Regions from separate parts of the Rattus norvegicus genome. Here region 1 is linked to region 2. The links are chromatin contacts, called in public Hi-C maps. All regions are on one chromosome and are shown on one strand. The core of a region is the stretch at or near the end of the contact, and the rest is flanking DNA. Distances in the headings are between cores, read along the strand shown.

The links. Hi-C and Micro-C count contacts between places; a contact is called where the count stands out from the background.
Region 1: a contact with region 2 is called in a Hi-C map of liver, with 2.6 times the contacts expected there. The contact joins two enhancer-like sites. A contact is called at or near these places in 4 of 12 Hi-C or Micro-C datasets (hepatocytes, kidney and liver).

What each region holds. Positions count from the first base shown.
Region 1 is chr17:53,665,507-53,668,383 of GRCr8, reverse strand. No RefSeq gene overlaps it. Among named protein-coding and RNA genes, the nearest start is that of Inhba, 140 kb to the left of the region's middle. Within about 2 kb of position 1,598, at least 1 of the 93 cell types and tissues checked has an H3K27ac peak or open chromatin away from gene starts, as enhancers often do. A contact at or near this core is called in liver, where this site is marked.
Region 2 is chr17:53,508,714-53,511,482 of GRCr8, reverse strand. No RefSeq gene overlaps it. Among named protein-coding and RNA genes, the nearest start is that of Inhba, 290 kb to the left of the region's middle. Within about 2 kb of position 1,327, at least 3 of the 93 cell types and tissues checked have an H3K27ac peak or open chromatin away from gene starts, as enhancers often do. A contact at or near this core is called in liver, where this site is marked.

The DNA.
Region 1 (2,877 bases), core at 349-2,848, 160 kb before region 2:
ATAACTAATGTGGATTAATTTGTTAGAATATGTCATATATAAAGAGTGAAGAAAAATTTGACATTGTTTATGGGGAATATAGCTATCCATTTAGTTTTGTCGGATGCCTATGGGGTGAATTCCCATAGGTCAGTTTGAATGAAAATGTATTTTGAGAATATTATAAAATACACAGAGTATATGATGATATATGAATATACAAATGTATTATCAAATATTCAGTTTATATTAATGCATGTGCTAACACACAAATATATATTCACTGCTCAGTACATATTACATATGGCTATTTCCTAGTCATTCTTGTAGTTAAAAAGATCATGCAATTTCTGATACTTCTGTTATTACTTTTGACTTGTATTAGTTACTACCTGAGATGTAAGGATATATATATTTGAAAAGATGTAACTATAGTAATCACATATTCCCCCAAAATTTAAACAATTTCTTTCACTGATCGTTTCAGCTACAGATAATTTCAGAGGCATTTCTAGAAAAAATGTCTTCAAATATTAGAGATAAACAATACACATTCTTAAAAAGATCAAACTTATCTAAGGGCCTGGTGAAGGATAAGTGCCAGTAAAATGATTTAAGGAATAGTTCACTTACTGAATCTAGAATAAACATTGAGTCACCTCAAGAGGTCTTCCCAGAGGGAAGACACTGGTTTTGCATTTAAGAAGACAAGAGAAAAATGAGGGTTAAAGAGTGTAAAGGGTAGGTAAGCAGCCAAATAGGTCACAAACAGGAAGAGGCCAAGGTTCAGTATACATGGCATGTTCTGAGCTCTGCACTATGAAGTAATATTCAAATTGTGGTCCATGTAAACAGTGTCCTGGGGGAATTATTTAACAGAGTGATTCATCTGTTAGTTAGCTCTTGATCATTTTGTATAACATAATGATCAAGTGACTTAGCAAATGACCGTATACTGAAAAGTTTATTTCAGCTCAGCTTCAGAGGTCTCACCTTGTGATTGGCATGGTTACTTTTATGCTTGTTGTGAAGCAGCAATCATAGCAGCATTATTTATCTGATCAAACTGCTCTCACTTCACGGCTGAGAAGTAAGGGAGAGGAAGTAAAGGCTAAAATTTCTACCACCTTCTAACAATTGGGAACTGTACCTTTAACTTCATGGTACTTACAAAACATTCCAGATTGAAACTGTAGTCTATTCTTAAGTCTATATATCTATGAACACTAGACATTGGATGGGTGTGAGGTCAGATAGGTAGGCTAGGGAGGTATGCATCTAACAAGACATGGCTGTGAGCATGAGTGCCTTATCTCCAACGTAAAGCTCAATTAGAGGTTTTTGAATAGAGGAATAAAGAGGTATGGATGGCATTGGTGAAATTTCCCCAGAAGAAATATCTAGATTCCTCTGAAGGTCAAATGATAGATATAGAACCAAGAATTAGAGGACTATTGCAAGTATCAAGAATTTAATCCACAAAATCACTACTCTGTGACTGTAATATTGGGGCTGGGATATGAATTGATCAATAGATTTTAGGCTCTTGGTCAAGGTTGAAAAAACTCAGGTGAACTCTTGGGGAAGATAAGAGCTAGTTAATCATCTGGTTAGAAATATGCCTACATTTGTTTTGAAGGTGCTATTTTGGGAAAAGTAGGAAGTCCAAATGGAGACAGGCTGTTGGAAGGCAGAGACAAGGGACTGAGTTGTAGGTTAATTGCAGTACGGCTGTACACAATGCACAGAGATGAGGTGAGCAATGAAACTCAGAAAAAGAAAAGCAAGGATGAAAGACTCAGGCTGGTGGGGTTATTATCTAAAGGCTAGAGAAGAGAGTACTATTGCTTAAAAAGTGGTCAGCCAAAGAGAAGGACACCGAATGGGCAAACTTCCAGGTAGATTTTTGTATAAGGGTAAATGGCAACATTGCCAAAGTGCTGGAGAGAATCCTAAGCAGAAAAAAGCCTCCTTGAATCTTTATTTTGGGGGGACAGTTTCTGAACAGTAGCAGAGATAGATTGCTAAGGGTCAGGGCTGCCATGTGCTTCTTTTTGGAAATGGCCTTCTGGAGATGATGAGGGGTGACCTTCAAAGCATTTCCCTATAGAAAACTGCCTGCTCTGCTGTGAAACATTTGGATGCAAAGTCCTTGGCTGGGAGCTTCTGGGGAGCCTAGCAGATGGCAGTACTGATTCCTGCAGCTGCAAACAGCTTCATTTCACTTTGTTTCCAGGAGCCAGAGGAGTCAGAAGCGGTAACAGCTGTCTACCTATAGGGACACAAATGAAATCTGGGCTATCAAACCCTTGTACGCAGAGTAGTGACTTATCAGTTAACCAAGAGCTTCCTGGTGCTCTGAGGAGCTATCAAAGGACCTTTATGCTGTATCCATGGTGGGGTTTTCATTCATTCAAAATAGAGTAGAGAGGTCTTCTCCAAGCAAAAGACATGTAAAACAAGACTCTTGGTTTAATCTTTCTTTCTTTCTCTCTTTCTTTCTCTCTCTCTTTCTTCCTTCCTTCCTTCCTTCCTTTCTTTCTTTCTTTCTTTCTTCCAATCTTCCTTCCTTCCCTTCTTCCTTTCTCCCTTTCTCCTCTCCTTCCTGTCTTTCATTCCTTCTTGTTTTCAATATTGGTTTATTTTATTGTGCACATGTATGCATGAATGCACACATGAGAGCTGCACATGCATATATGTGCCACATGCATGTGGGAATCAGAGAATGACTTGTGGGGGTAATTTCTCTCCATCATTCATGCATATCCTGGGTCTCAAACTCAGGTTGCTATGTAATTTGGAGACTTCTATTTTAAGAACTGCTCAGGGAAATATTTGTACTTTTGCTAGAAATATGTAGCTGGATTCATGCTGTTTCCAGGAAGGTGTGTTCAACAT
Region 2 (2,769 bases), core at 78-2,577:
TTTCAGCTTGCAAGTGCATGGACCTAAGCACATGGTACCTGAACTCCTTAACAACTGAATTCGCCACAGGTGAAACGCTAAGTCATGGCTCACCCATTTATGTACTTCATGGACATTGCTGTTATTATTATGTTCCCTTCTTAGGACTACCTGGATAGCAGGATTCACATTGCCTGAGCGATCTGCATGCCCTTATCTCTGTTCCATGACTGTCTTTGCTATTCTCATGGCAACAGTGAGAGTTTTCCCATTTTCAGCAATGCAAAAACGGGCCTCCAGGCCCAGCAGACACTGAAACTACACTGGGAACACAAATGAGTGGAATTCTGAACTTCAGAATTTCTTGCATCCAACATCACACATATTATAAGTGGGTGTCATCAAAAAAGCTAATAAATTTTTCTGTCCCACACCCTAGAGACCTTGATGGGTTATTTTAGGGCTGCTTTTCTGTTTAAGGCAGGAGAAAAGGTTGTATAAGAGCATGATATCCACCAGCTTTTGAATCTCTGGAAGATTTTGCACTTACCACATGGTCCTAACTAGGTAGAGAGGCAACCACAGTGTTGCCTGTCTATTTCCTCCCCTGCTCCATTCACTGCTCCACCACCTCTATATGTGTAAGGACCCTTATTCGATTTTCCTATCTATGTCTTTTGTTTTTATCTAGAGGGTTAAGAAGTGTTTTTGTTAGCTTTAAATCTGCCTCCCACATGTGTCACCTCAATACAAGACCCTTTTAGGTAAGGTAGTTTAACCTAAAAAGGTTGCTGTGTAACATGCGCTGGTCTGATGAGTCCAATCATCTAGACGAATATTGATTTATTCTGGTATATTTAAACAGGTAAGCCTGAAGTATGAGAATAGAAGAAAATCAAAACCTTTAAAATATATTAAGCCATAACCCTTTCCAGCCTCACTTTTGAAAGCATCTCTGAGTTTTGGCTCTAAAATGGGATTATTATAGCCTTAATGATATTTGAAACTAACATTCAGGATAGGACAATCGAATAAGTGTCCTTACAGGTATAGAGGTGGTGGAGAAGCGAATGTAGCAGGGGAGGAAATAGACAGACAACAAACATTGTGGTTGCCTCTCTACCTAGTTAGGACTAAAATAACAATCCTGAATATGTACACTGTGACCACCTTCCCATTCTTGCAAGAGATATCTAAGGCAGGGTGGGGAAGAAGGAATACTGTGAAGGTTTTACTAACTGTAGTTTCTAGTATCATATTGTGTTAGATAATCCACAGGGCTGATATTGCTGTACTGACTAGAGATTTCTGAAACAGTGCCATTATCAGGTAGATCAGATAGTTGGCCAAAGCTTTGGCACCAAAGAGACTCAACAAATACGTTTCATCACACTGACCCTGTGCTAACAGCAGCTCTATGTGGATAACCTCATGGGAATGGAAGTTGAGAAAGAGCGATTTCAAGGCTGCCAATGCCTTAATCTCTGCTCTGTTCAAAATGCAAACATGCTGCTTTTCATGCTCACAATAGTAAAACCACTCTGTGGGATTTTTCAGTCCTCAGCATAGGAAGGTAGAGAGAAAAGTGAACAAGAAGAATCTGATGTGAAATGTCCACAGTCACAATAGAAGGAAGAAAACTGGGGAGTCAAACACATTTTAAAAAGAAAAGGGAAATAAGAAATTAAGGAGATAAAAATATATCAAATTATCTGACTAAAGAAGGGTTTAAGAAGTTATTGTATTTGTAATTCCAACACTCATTTCTTTGTTCAAGAAAACTAGAGAAGTGCCCTGCAGACTCCAAGGCTCCTGAGTTATCAGGGAGCTGTTTCCTGGGAATGTGTTCACCCACTCAATACAGCTGCTTAAATAAAGGCAGAACGAATAGTGCAAAAAAAATTCTGTGAAAACAGACCAGCACTCCAAGCTTTGGCACAACAAAAATGACATTGGTATAATGAAAACCTTAGAAGATAGTGGGTAGACTCTGCCTAGACTTGGAGGGCTTCAAGGAGGGACCCCAACTCTTCTAAAGCCAAGGCATTCCCTGATGTACCCTGGCTAAGAGCCTAACCTGCTATGGTCCAGCTATAACAAAGGTGGCAGCCTCCTGGGAGATTCGCTCTGTGATTCAGATTGTGGAGTCTAGTCCACGTGGACAGATAGGGGTTGGACTCAAGCCACTAGGACAGTAGGACTGAGACTTTATCTTTTACCTTGCCTTCAGAGTAGCAAAGCAAAAGCGTCCATGGCCCTGGTCTCCTAGTATCTGCAGGGTGTCTGTCTGAGACCCTGAGATCTTCCTGTCCCTTTCACCCTGTCCTTCTAACCAGTAGAAAATCTAGAGAGACTAAAACTCTTAAGTGGTTTTCAGAACATTGGGAGGCCCCTAGTCTCCTTTCTCTGTTAGTCATTACAGAAGGATGTTCTCCACAGACGATTTAAGCAGGATGGTAGCTTTGCTATGACTGTATAGAGTGATTCCAAACCTATTGAACTACTTTTTTAATTGTGATTTTTTTTGTTCCTTAATTGAAACAAAATGGTACAGTGTTCTACAATAATGTTACCAACTTTTTCAGCCCACAATAATGTACAATGCTCCTTTTTTTTCTTTGTCTTTTATGGGGTCTGGCTATTTAAATCCCTCTTAACTACTTGTATGTCTGGGCGTGACAGTCCAGACTGGATACAACAGAGAGAGCCCTGCAATGCTTGTTTCTAAATCCAACCCTCACAGCCTTGTTATCTTTGTCAGAGCAACCTAGTAACTGCTTCCTCAATGTT